Linked DNA regions of Mus musculus: all the other regions are linked to region 1. A link is a contact called in public ChIA-PET data. All regions are on one chromosome and are shown on one strand. Each heading gives the region's core, a stretch centred on a gene start, on an enhancer-like site or on the middle of the called end of the contact. The rest is flanking DNA. Distances are from core to core; before and after follow the strand shown.

What was found. ChIA-PET counts read pairs in DNA pulled down with a chosen protein or histone mark.
Region 2: a contact with region 1 is called in an RNA polymerase II ChIA-PET map of memory CD8 T cells, with 47 read pairs. The contact joins the enhancer-like site here to the promoter of C030034L19Rik in region 1. A contact is called at or near these places in 2 of 39 promoter capture datasets (the C10 cell line and macrophages), 4 of 484 Hi-C or Micro-C datasets (CD4 T cells, bone marrow-derived macrophages, embryonic stem cells and 1 more), 1 of 115 datasets of contacts at active chromatin or transcription factors (memory CD8 T cells) and 1 of 9 other capture datasets (embryonic stem cells).
Region 3: an RNA polymerase II ChIA-PET map of memory CD8 T cells shows a contact between it and region 1, with 24 read pairs. The contact joins the enhancer-like site here to the promoter of C030034L19Rik in region 1. A contact is called at or near these places in 1 of 484 Hi-C or Micro-C datasets (regulatory T cells), 2 of 115 datasets of contacts at active chromatin or transcription factors (CD8 T cells and memory CD8 T cells) and 1 of 9 other capture datasets (macrophages).

Annotation. Positions count from the first base shown.
Region 1 is chr3:9,401,635-9,405,295 of GRCm38.p6, forward strand. C030034L19Rik (RIKEN cDNA C030034L19 gene) reads left to right here and starts at 1,386. Exons shown (of 4, transcript NR_160691.1): 1 at 1,386-1,605; 2 at 3,184-3,295.
Region 2 is chr3:9,547,794-9,551,860 of GRCm38.p6, forward strand. All of the region lies in intron 2 of Zfp704 (zinc finger protein 704), which reads right to left. Among named protein-coding and RNA genes, the nearest start is that of Zfp704, 60 kb to the right of the region's middle. Within about 2 kb of position 2,293, at least 52 of the 459 cell types and tissues checked have an H3K27ac peak or open chromatin away from gene starts, as enhancers often do. A contact at or near this core is called in bone marrow-derived macrophages and memory CD8 T cells, where this site is marked.
Region 3 is chr3:9,152,032-9,156,075 of GRCm38.p6, forward strand. No RefSeq gene overlaps it. Among named protein-coding and RNA genes, the nearest start is that of Gm41996, 21 kb to the right of the region's middle. Within about 2 kb of position 2,355, at least 158 of the 459 cell types and tissues checked have an H3K27ac peak or open chromatin away from gene starts, as enhancers often do. A contact at or near this core is called in CD8 T cells, memory CD8 T cells and regulatory T cells, where this site is marked.

The sequences.
Region 1 (3,661 bases), core at 136-2,635:
CTCTGCTCCACCTGCCTCTTCCTGGGATTAAAGGTATGCACCACTGCCTGGCCTGATGGGTAATCTTGACTGGACTAAAAGATGCCCCAGTAAAGCCTGCTTCTGGCTGTGTCTGCCACAGGGCCTGCTACACGGGACAATACATAAGTGAAGGCAGTGTCACCCTACAGGCTGCAGTCAGATAATCTGACCCTCCTCGTCTACCCCATCCTGCTGCCTTACCACAGGCCAGGAGGCAGTGGGGCCCAGGCTGAACCCTCTGAAATCATGCTACAAAGGAAATCTCTTGGGCTCTAAGTAGCTTTTCTCAGTCATTTGTCACAGCAGTGGGTGTCTAACTAAACGGCCCCGCTCCTTTCACTGTCCTTCTGGACCCTTGGACCGGTCAGTTCTTTATGATCTCATTACAAATGCCCGACATCTCAGGGAAGACAGGAGAGCAAGGCCTCCTCAGAGCACAGAGGGGTTGACACGGGTCCAGAACTTTTATACTGCAAGTCTCTGGTGGCTCCCCGCCATTTAAAAGCATGTGTAGTGTTTGGCTCTGAGTTATCTGGCTGTGACATCTGTCACCTCACTGATCGCAGGGTTGATTTGACTGATCTGGCTGGCTAGGCAGGGGTCTAGCCCTTCCCTTGCTGCTCCATGTTCACCTCTTCTGAAGCTGTGTGCTTGATAGCCTTCCCCAGCATAAGTCTGCTCTTCAAGGGTATACGAATAGCTGTGCTTGGCCCTCTCTGCTGGCTAGTTATTGTTGACTAACCCTCTCCACCAGAGTATCATGTCTGTGAAACATATTATCATTTCTATTGATATGGGAGGGCCTAGCGCACTGTGGGTGGTGCCATCCCTAGGCAGGAGGACCTGAGCTGTAAGAACTTTAGCAGAACAAGCCCAGGAGAGCAAGTCAGTAATGAGTACTCCTTTGTGGGTTTTGCTTCCGTCCTGCCTCCAGGCAGCCACCTTGAGTCCCTCTTGATGGAATATAAAACTGTAAGCTGAAACACTCGCCCCATCCACATGGGTTTAGTCAGGGTTTTATACCATCAGCGGAAAATCAAATAGAATAATCTCCAAACAAGTGCCCAACTGTGGATCAGTATAGTTGAAATTGCACATAGAAATCCTATGGAAAAATTGTATTTTTTACATTAAACTCTTTGGTTTAGCTTTTATAGCCTTGATTTGAGAAATCCTTTTGGTTTCCCAAAGATTCATGCATTTTATCACTTAGAACGTTTTGGAGCCTGGACTTGATTCAGTCAAACTCTCTTTGAGTCTTTGGCTGGTTTCCACAGTGGGCTATTACCATTTCCTGCTGCAGGAAGGCAGTGCCTTATGCTGGAACTAGATCACAGAAAACCTGCAATAGCCACTTCCTCCAGGCACTCGTGTGTCAGCAAAAGCTGAGTCCCCAGCAACCGCCTCCGAGCCTTCCCCTTTGTTTCCCTCAGTGATGCTAGGGTCTTGAAACTCAGCCCAGTACAATCATTGGTGTTTGAGCTGGCAACTGGGGGTCTAATTGCCAACTAAGATGGATATCTCTGGCTCTGGAGAAACAGCTGGGATAGGACATTGTTGCTTCTCTGCGGCAGGCAGCTCATGGTAAGTAGGCACTGTGGGCATGGGGCAGCTCGAGGTTCAGCAGGATCCTCAACGGCACCACGGCATTAAACAGAGGGACCCATCAGTTAATTCTAGGGGTTAATATGTAATTTCTCAGAAGTGAGATCCAAAGGTGGTTTTGCTCTGTTTTGCCTTTTAAGTTCCAGGCCTGTGGTTGGTTAGATACCATCATTAGAAGGATGCTCCGGGGCTGAACAAACAATGATGAGCAATTATCTGGGTCTGCAAAGCAGATGTGTTTAGGAGAGATTGGAGGCAAACTGTGTATAAACTCTGACAGTTATCCAATTGTCATGCTCTGGAGCTGGGGATAGAAGCTGTGCAAAAACTTGTGAGAATGACCATGATAACAAGGCAGGCAACATATGGTGGCTGGGCAGTGAGAAAGGAACTGGCTACCATGAAGTCTCATGGGTACTGACTTTAAGATGTACCAGGGATATGTCAGGAAAGGGGGAACAAAATGTGTTTCCTTCTTAAAGAAAACAAATGAAAGGACCTTGGCTTAGTATACTAGCCTGTTTGCCTGGAAACCTGATAGAAATAGATGTGAGCTGTGTTGCCAGGCAACAGGGCTTATAGAGAGAATGACCTATGACTGACTGGCCAGCCTCATAGGAACTGAGGGAGGCCATGAAGAAACATAACTGATATGATAACCCCGAGCTTTCTCAGTGCAGTGACTTGCCACTGGGCACTTCCCTGGATGAGGCCAGGGAGTTCTGGCTGTGGGATCCTAGTGGCAGGAGGAGTCTGATGCTACAGTCCTCACCCTTGACCTTTGACTTAGCTCTGAAAACGAGTCCTTGGTCTCTGGGACTCTTTCTGCTATTTCCTCTACATTGTCCAGGGGAGCTATCACTGGGCAAGGTGTCTTGGATTCTGAAAGATCTTTCTAGCTGAGACTAAGCCTGTTAAGAGTATATATGGTAAGAAGAAAAATACTGGGATTATTTCTCTATTGTAGGCAAGAGATCAAACAAACAAACCAACAAAAATGTGAAGATTTCTTTGTCCTTGTTAAAGACAGCAATATCCTGGTGTGATGTGATGACCCCACCAATAAGCCAACATATGCCCTTAGCATCCAGGACAGCCAGTGTCTGATGGTGTGTTATGCTTAGTCAAGAACTATTGGGAAGCTGATATCAATACTCAGTTACCTTATTTCAAGCCTCGTGTGAGTTATCCGGGCAGATACACATCAGTCTAACCCTTCCCTCAAGCAATCTGCATCTGCTTTGACGGAGACCCCTTAGGACTTTGTCATTTTGTAAGGGAGGGGAATGGTGAATGGATAGTTACTCTTAGAGTAGCAGAAGTAAGCCTTCTGTTGGGGGCCACTTTAGATAAAGTGTCCATTTGTTTTTCCACAAGCTCATGCCCGAATGCTCCAATCAGCTCATCTTCTGCCTACTCTGTAATTATCATCATCGCCATCACTTCCATTATCATCGTGGTCAATATTATCATAGTTTACAGTATTTTCTGGGAACTGTCATAAACACTTTATTTAGATAATCTTACTAAATTACCAAAATTGCCCCCATTCTGCAGATGCAAATGCCGAGTTTGGACCAATAGGATTCAAACCTTGGTGGCTGCCTCCAGCATGCACTCTTTGCACTGCTCTGCTTCCTCCTGCCACTCTGGTGACATTTGCGTGGAGGTGAGGTGCCCTGTGGGTTTTATATGCCTGAGCCATAAAAAGTTAATGAACTGAGTCCTGTATCTGCCTGGACATAAGATGAATTCTTCAAATGTTTTATATACACTGTGGATTTAGGTCAGATGTTGTACAAATATATGTCTCACTTGGAAATGGGCTATATAGAAGTTACAAAATGTTCTTTCCTGCACAGGACTTTAAAGATGCACATTAATAAACAGACTACTAGATCCAAGTTTAGAAATTAATATCTAACATATTCCTGTTAAGACTCTGCAAATGGGACTTCTTTTAACTTCAGTGAATGTGTGCAAGCTTAATTTTATTTCATTCTTTTGGAAAAATCTTAGAAATTTTATTTTGAAC
Region 2 (4,067 bases), core at 1,043-3,542, 150 kb after region 1:
CTAGTCACATACATCTAGCACTGACTGGAACGTTGAAATACAACGTTATATCAAGCTATCCTACAGATGAAATGCACCGCCACAGATGGATGTCTGCTTCACAGTTAGGGCCATCGAGAAGAACCATGCTGCCTGCGAGCTCTAAGATAAATGTCTGCAGTTAATATCCAATGGCTACCCCACTACTTAAAAACAAACAGGAAGTTAGCCAGTTGTTCTCAGTGAGGGTACCCTGGACTTGAGTGGAAGCATGTGGCCCCCAAACACTTCCAAATGCCTGTTATGGACGGGCAGGGTGTAGTGGTCGTGTCAACACTTAGTATTCACTGAGAACAATTCATTGTGGCTGCTCTACAATGTGTGCTCTTTAAGTGGAAAGCTGCATCACCACGCTCCTTGAAAAAAGACTGCAGCTTGAAATCTTTTTTTTTGGGAGGGGGGGTCGAGACAGGGTTTATTGAATGGCCTACTAACTAATGGTATTACTTTGGGACATCCTGGAAACATTTGGAGATGGGAGCCTGTCGTGAGTGAGTCACTATACAGAGGGGCTTGGAAACCCTGCCTTGTCCCGGCTCCTCCTCCCCCTTTCCATCTGCGTCAAGCCACGACGAAGACACTCGTCTTCCACCAGCAAGCTCTGTCCCAGTGTGCAGTGGGACTGAGCCATCCCAAAGCACGAGTTAAGTCACTTCTTTTCTCGCCAAGATTATTCATTCCGAGTATTTTGTCACAACAATGAGAAAGCTAATTAGTGTATGCTGGGACCTTTCCAATTGTCAGATGCTATCTAGTAATTCCTATCAAAAAGTTTCAAGGAATAATTTCTTTTTTTTTCCCCCTCCCGAGACAGGGTTTCTCTGTGTAGCCCTGGCTGTCCTGGAGCTCACTTTGTAGACCAGGCTGGCCTCGAACTCAGAAATCCTCCTGCCTCTGCCTCCCAAGTGCTGGGATTAAAGGCGTGCACCACCACGCCTAGCACAAGAAATAATTTCAACACTGTGCTATGCTGCAGTTTTAAATGCTGAGCCATTTCAGAGCTAAATTTACTTTACAAATCTAGACTTTCAAATGAATGCTGCTTTCTCTCCAGACTGGAGCTAGGGACAAATTCTGGTGTCTCATTTGTACACAAGCCTAACTGTTCTAAGTGATAAACACAAAATAAGGAACAGAAATGGAGGATGTCTTTCTGGTTTTACCAATAATATATAATAAGTAGAGCTTAACCCATCTTTTTATTGGAGGGTCTGTCTTTGCCTCTAATGTCTAACTGTTAGGGTTTCAAGGCCCTCAACATACCAGAAAGTTATGAAGCAATGTAAGGCGGAGTGACAAAGGGCCCGCTCCCAATGATACTGCACTGCAGCCTTCAGCAGTCAGGAGCCCCCTGCCACAATTCCGCTGCAGGTGCCAAGGCACTGAGGCCGTCACAGAGACGCCAAGCCTGACACGATGTAAGTCATGGGAAACATTATCTGTAGAGATTTGACTTTACAGAAAAAAAAACAAGTCCTGGAGAGTCAAGACTTGACCCCATCTTTCTCACTGTTTTGTTTTTTCCTGAATGCTCGTGGAGTCTTTTTCTTTGTTAATTACACATATATGTGTCCATGTTTTAAATATATAAGCTCAACTTGCTCAGTCCGTATAACATCACTTGTACATGTGTGCTCAGGGATGACCGTTTGGTATGGACCGGAGTGCTCGTCCCTGAGTCAGACCATTTCCCCCACTCACAGTTTCCTTAGTTGCCCATAGTCCTTTCGAGGCCTCAAGAGCGACCCCTTCCCCACTTACGTTAGCATGTCTAGTGGTAGTGTCTTGTTCAATTCATGTTTAGACGGCCATGTCAGAGAGACTTCATGGGTATAGCAGCATCTCAGACACTTTAAGGAGATGCAATCTTACATCAAACTTCCTGTTTTTCCGGGGGTGAGGAGGTCATTCTTTAGATTAAGCATCACACATTCCAAAACACAAATTTAAATCTGACAAGAGCAACAGTGCTGGGTTTTCCTCACGGCCAGACAGACATGGCAACAGGCTTGCTTTCATTTGTAACTGTTCAGCCCTGCCAGAGGATTCACCCAGCTCGCAGGCACCTACATGTGGCCGCTTACCACACTAGGCTTCAGCCTGTGACTCCGTCCACCTTTGCTTGACTTTGCCATCATCACTGCCACCATCAAACAGCACTGTTGCATTCTGACTACAGAGAAGTGTCCTCCTCAGTGGAGAAAGACCACAAGTTAGGTGATAGGTGGCAGGTTTCCTGGGCAGAGGCACAGAGCAGCAGCTTTTCCGTCCTAACAAGAAGGGAAGCTCTGTGCATATCAGCACAGGAAGTCATGCACAGTGTGGTAACATTTGAAAAAACATTTGAGTCTATTATTCTAATCTAAATTTAGCCTTCATTCACACCAGGTTTTCCCATCTTTTAAATAAAGGGGATGAAGAAGATGACATTTAATATGCTCAAAAAGCTCTTTTCTCTGGGATCTAGGGTTGACTTTGGTCAGTACTGCAAGCAGCACACTTAGCTCTGCCAGGGCACACAGCATCTCCAGGATGCACCTCGTAGGCATCAGAGAAACTGAAGAGTCCTACTGTTCTTGAAGCCTACTGCAGAGGAACTGAGAACATTTGTGTTGTTTTCTTATGTAGGTTAATTACAAGCAATAAGATTAATATCGTTAAATAGCTCAGGGCTTGGGAAGTAAAAAGACAACAAACATTTGAACATCAAATGTTTACCACTTCTGTTTTTAGGAAAATGCACCCTTCCCTCTCCCAGGAAGACTGGGTCTTCCGAGGCTAAGTAAAAGCAGATGGGAGTTTTAATAATGTGAAGAGAAAACCCCATGCCCAACTACCAACACAGGAGAAGGAAAGGACTCTGCCTGACGCTGACTGGCCTGATACAGAATAGGGCTGACAGGAACATCCTTCACTGCAGATACTGGGTCACTGTAGGTGTGGCATCTGTTGGACACCGTGTATACACAAAGCAATGGTTTCTCAGCTTTGCACAGGTCCCCGAACATCAAGAACTGAGAAACCGAATGCTACAGCTTTGCTAAGCAATCAAGCACACTTTCAAACTGGTATGTTTCACTCGAGAGCAAAGGAAGTCATATCTGCTCAGCCCAACTGGGCTCATCCACACAGCAAGCACTGGAATGCCAACATAGAAACATTCCTCCACTCTCAGAGATGGCAACACAAGGGAGACTAGTGCTGAGCTCTGAGCCCAAGACACTACACATGCCAGTGACAAGCCATGAAACCCGTTCCTTAGTGATGCATTGGCCTGGTTTCCTCCTGCCCAGAGAGCAGAGGACAACCCAGGTGTCACACTCTGGTGGTTTATCAACTAGTTTGCCAGTGCTGTGTGGTTTGTCATACAAAAGATGAATGAGACAGAAATCCCTCAAAGTCTCTTGTGTCAGCCAAGAACTTGGTTCATCATGTAAGGCAACACTTCTCCAGTGAGGGATGCCAGGTTTTACTTTATTAAAAACAAACAAACAAACAAACAAAACAATGAGAAGGAAACACAGATTTTAAATATAGAGGCCATGGGCAGCCCAGTACAACTGTTACTTCTATATCTCCAATTAATCATGCAATAAAAAGACCTGGCCTGCTGATACACCAACATTTAGAGCAGAAAATACATGAGCTAGTTTAGCTATAAGCGGTCAGTCCTGATTTGTGTATTTTCATTCTCAGAGTAGCTGAAGTACAACACTCCTAATTACTGATGAGAGACAACCTCTTCTTATGTCTCCTACGTAGAGGTACTAACCATATATACTAACTTTGTAATTTAAGGAGCAAACACCAAGAAAACAGGTGAATGTTTTTAAAAACAAAAAAGGCTTTTGCTTTTGTGTCTGTCTGTCTGCCTGCCTGCCTGCCTGTCTGCCTGTCTGCATGTGAGGGTGTGGTGTATTGCACAGTGTGCACACACCTGCATACACATGTGGAGGGCAGAGGAAGCTGTTAGGTATCCATCAGTTCTCTATACTCTGCTCCCTTACAAAGGGGTCTCTCACTGAACC
Region 3 (4,044 bases), core at 1,105-3,604, 250 kb before region 1:
ACATGGAGCTGGAGTCGCAGGCTGCTGGGAACTGAACCCTGGTCCTCTGTGAGAGTGCTGCATGCTTTAATCATTGAGCAGACTCTCTCCTGCCCAAGAAAACTCTTTATATATTGTTAACACACGTCCTTCAATAGATGATTGCACTCTAAGTATGTTCTTCAGTTCCTAAATTGCTTTTGGTTTTCTTAGTGTCCTGAAGAGCACACATTTAAAATGCCTTGAGAAAGTCCAAATCAATGGGGTTTTTCTCTCTTATTATTCAAACTCCTAAGAAACTGTGGCTTTCACACACTTATAAAGATATTTATTCTCTTATAAAGCACTGCATATTTGTTTATTTAATTTGTCTCCATTCACTTTCACAAAGTTATAAAGTAGTACAAGGTGCTGGAGAGCATTGGAATAAAACCAACTGACTCATCCGGGATGCTGGCACTCTCCTGCCAGCCCAGCAGTGGGAGGTGAAGCAAGCCCTCTCCCCCCTCTCCCCCCCCTCCTCTCCCTTCCCCTCCTCCTCACTCCCCCTCTCTCATCCCTCCCCACTCTCTCCCTCCCCTCCCCCTCTTTCCCTCTCTCCCTTCCTCATTTTGGTTCTTAGACAAGATCTCATATGTAGCTAAAGCCAGCCTCAAACTTCTCGGTACTGGGATTTTAGGTGTGAGCTACCATGCCCACCTTTGCTGGTGAGTTTCCTATGAGACCATATGATAAACACACTGGTGATAGAAATGCACACACTAGTGATAGAAACACTGGTGATAGAAACACTGGTGATAGAAACACTGGTGATAAACATGCTGGTGAGAGAGACACTGGTGAGAGAGACACTGGTGAGAGAGAGAACAAAGGCGCACACAAAAGGCCCTGATTGACCCATCACAGCAGCTCTCTGCCTGTTCTCAGGCTCATCAGTGAACTAGTGAACATACTGTCCCTGAGCTAGACCTGCGCACACAGAAGACCTTCACCCTCGATGCCATTGTCACGCCTAGCCAGCAGCACATGCGAGCCCTAGTCAGATGCTGGAAGCATCCCTGTGGGTACTCCTTGCTGTTATAGGAGCATTCCTCATATCTCAATAAGCCCCATGCTTTACTGCTGGCGGTATACATTCCTAACAAAAGGTTGGGGGTGTTTATAGTTTGTTGGAGCTATGTGTCAACAGATTCCTTCCAAACTTCTAAGAAGAGCATTACCTCAAATTATTTTTACCACAAAAAGACCATCTTTAAAAAATGGTCTTCTGGTTGCTGCTGTTTCTGTTTCAAACGGTCAAGTGTAGAAGAGTTTGGTGAGTTTGCAGCTCCTGCTTGCCTGGACTCTTCTCATTCTGGGCCATGCCAACCACGGTCTGGTCCCACCGTGGGACTCAGGACAAATGGACTTACCTGGCACTCTCCTTTTTCAGTCAAGAAGGTTTTGAAATTTATAGCTTAGATGCTCTCAGCCTAGATAGCAACATACCTGCATCTCCCATATTATTTGTATGTCATTTTTAATGTTGTTAGTTTTTCAGGCTTAGATTCCTGGGTCAAATATTTAATAAGTGATCTGGGCTCAAAGGCTGGTTTAATAAGACATTTAAATTGGCCACTGAAAAAGGTGGTTCTGGATCCTTGTGAAAATTGCTAAGCTACAAGCTCAAAAGCCTCTTTATGTCTTCTGAGGTGACTTCCCCAAAGAATGTAAACACAGAAGACTGACTTTGAGGTCAGGAGGTTTCAATGATAAAGGGACTTTTGCTGTCTGATCCCTAAGCTGCATTGCTTGGTGCGGCTTCTCTGCTGAGACATCCTGAGAGTATCAGATGACTCACTCAGGCCTGACTGATTTAACCACACACAGCTCACACAGATCGGCTCCTGCTGTATACTCAGTCGGATGCTTGGATGCCTGCCTGCTCCTGAATTACTTTTTTTCTCTCTCTCCATGCTTGCCCAGGGTATGACATTTTTTCCCCCAGAGACAGGACAACCGGTACTTGGCATAAAAGAAGAATTCCACTTTCCGATGACACAGGGACATGGATATCTCTGGGTGTCAACAAGCAAGTCTTTCTATTTCTCCCTCTCCCATTTCAACAGATCTCATAGTTTCTAAGCATGGGCACGGCACGTAAAGGGTCTGTGCCAATCCATGTTGCCCTTGGTGAGGTAAAGCCTACTTCTACTGGCTTGTTCTGGAGTATAGTGGGTTATGCCCTGGAAAAGGCTGTCACTTCTCTGAGCTGAGATCAAACCCAGGGCCTCACAGGCTCTAAGCCAGCGCTCCACCTCTGAGCTCTGCTCACAGTTCAGTTACCTAGTTTAACTCGATTGTCTCCTACTTCCTGTAATCTGCTCTCTGCTGCAGAAGAGGTGGAAAGAAGAAAAGTGAAACAGAAAGTAAGAGGTGGTGGTGTGGAAAGGGATGCGGGAGGCAGTACTGAAGGCCAGGTACAGTACAGGAGGGTGAAAGGGTCCCGAGCTCCGGCCTTCATGCCCACCCCAAACCCCTCCCAACCATTTTAAGCACAGTGCACAGGCCTGCGCTTATCGATATACAGCCTGAAGCTGTTGTTCTCCATCGGAACTGTTTAAATGTCATCTAGAAGGTTCTGAAGCTGCCTAGTGTAGTACCACGCCCTAACTTTAGTCAGGATGGCTTAATGGGTGAAATGCAGATGGGGCAGCATCTTTACAAACACTTCACCAGGGTCAAGTCCTAGGGGAGCTTCAGGGGTCCTTAAAAGTGGGGACCCCCACTTTGCATCTTCTCCTTGGGAGGCTGGGAAAGTCCTAAAGGCTGTTCAGCAAAGACGAAATCCCCACTTCTGTTTTGTGAAAAGGAAAGAGGAGCTGGGGGTGGTCGCCCTGGGAAGCCCCTAGCTCACAGAATTCTCCTAACCTCTCCACAGTTGCTGCCACTGGGGGCCTCCCAATGGGTGGGAACACTGCTTCTCCTGGCTCCTCAAAGCCTTTCAGGACCTTTGGAGATTTTACAATGGACCTTTTCTCAAGCGAGATTTCAGAGAAGCTGTCCCGTGATTTTCTGATTTGGCATGGATTGAGACCTGTCTGTCCAGCAGTGCGAGGCTTCTGTGGGGTTTGTAGTGCATTTCTTCAGCATAATCATAGTATGGTTTACAAGTGTCATGGGTGCAGACAGAATGCAATCCGCTTTAACACTGCGTTTGCACTGTCAAGGTCTTGGGGCAGTTAGAACCTTTCTAGCAGAGTGCTCTCCTGAAAGCAGGGACATTCAAAAACGCATAGTTGAGTGCACTCTACAGACTGCAAATCACTCTTGAGAGACACAATGTTAATATGGTATAGTTTAGATAAGTTTTTCGATCTAGAACTGATCCCCGTTGAGAAGTGACTCACCTGGGGCTGGGATATAGCTCAGTGATAGACCTGACCTGTAACTGTGTGTGGGCCCTGGGTCCCATTGCTAGAACTCAAAATGAGTGAATAAGTGAATGAATGAATGAATGAATGAATGAATGGAGGAGTGGGGGAAGAAGAATAGATCAACTTTATTTTTTCATTTTAGAAATGTATAGAGAAAATGATGCACGTCTTTAATCCCAGCATTCAGGCGGCAGATGGATCTTTGAGTTCAAGGCCAGTCTGATTCACAGAGTGAATTCTAGGACAGCCAAGGCTACACAGGGAAACCCTACCTTGAACAAAATAAAAACTAAATAAATAAAAAAACAAAAAAACAAAAAACAAAAGTCCCACTGGGTGGTGGCGGCCCATGCCTTTAGTCACAGCACTCAGGGTCTCTGTGAGTTTAGGGCCAGTGTCTACAGATCTTGTTAGGAGTAGCGCTTCACACAGTCACAAAAGCCTACATTGTCTCAGACCCTCGGTGTGTTTAGTGTGTTCTGTTCAAAACAAAACAAAAATCAAACCAATATAGCACCAGCTGTGTGTGTGCTGCTGCATACCATTCTGGAACTGAGACGGGAGGAACAGCACCTGCTTTTAGTTTAACAGTTTTGTGTGTCACTACATTGTGTGTGTGTGTGTGTGTGTGTGCGCGCGCGCGGCACGC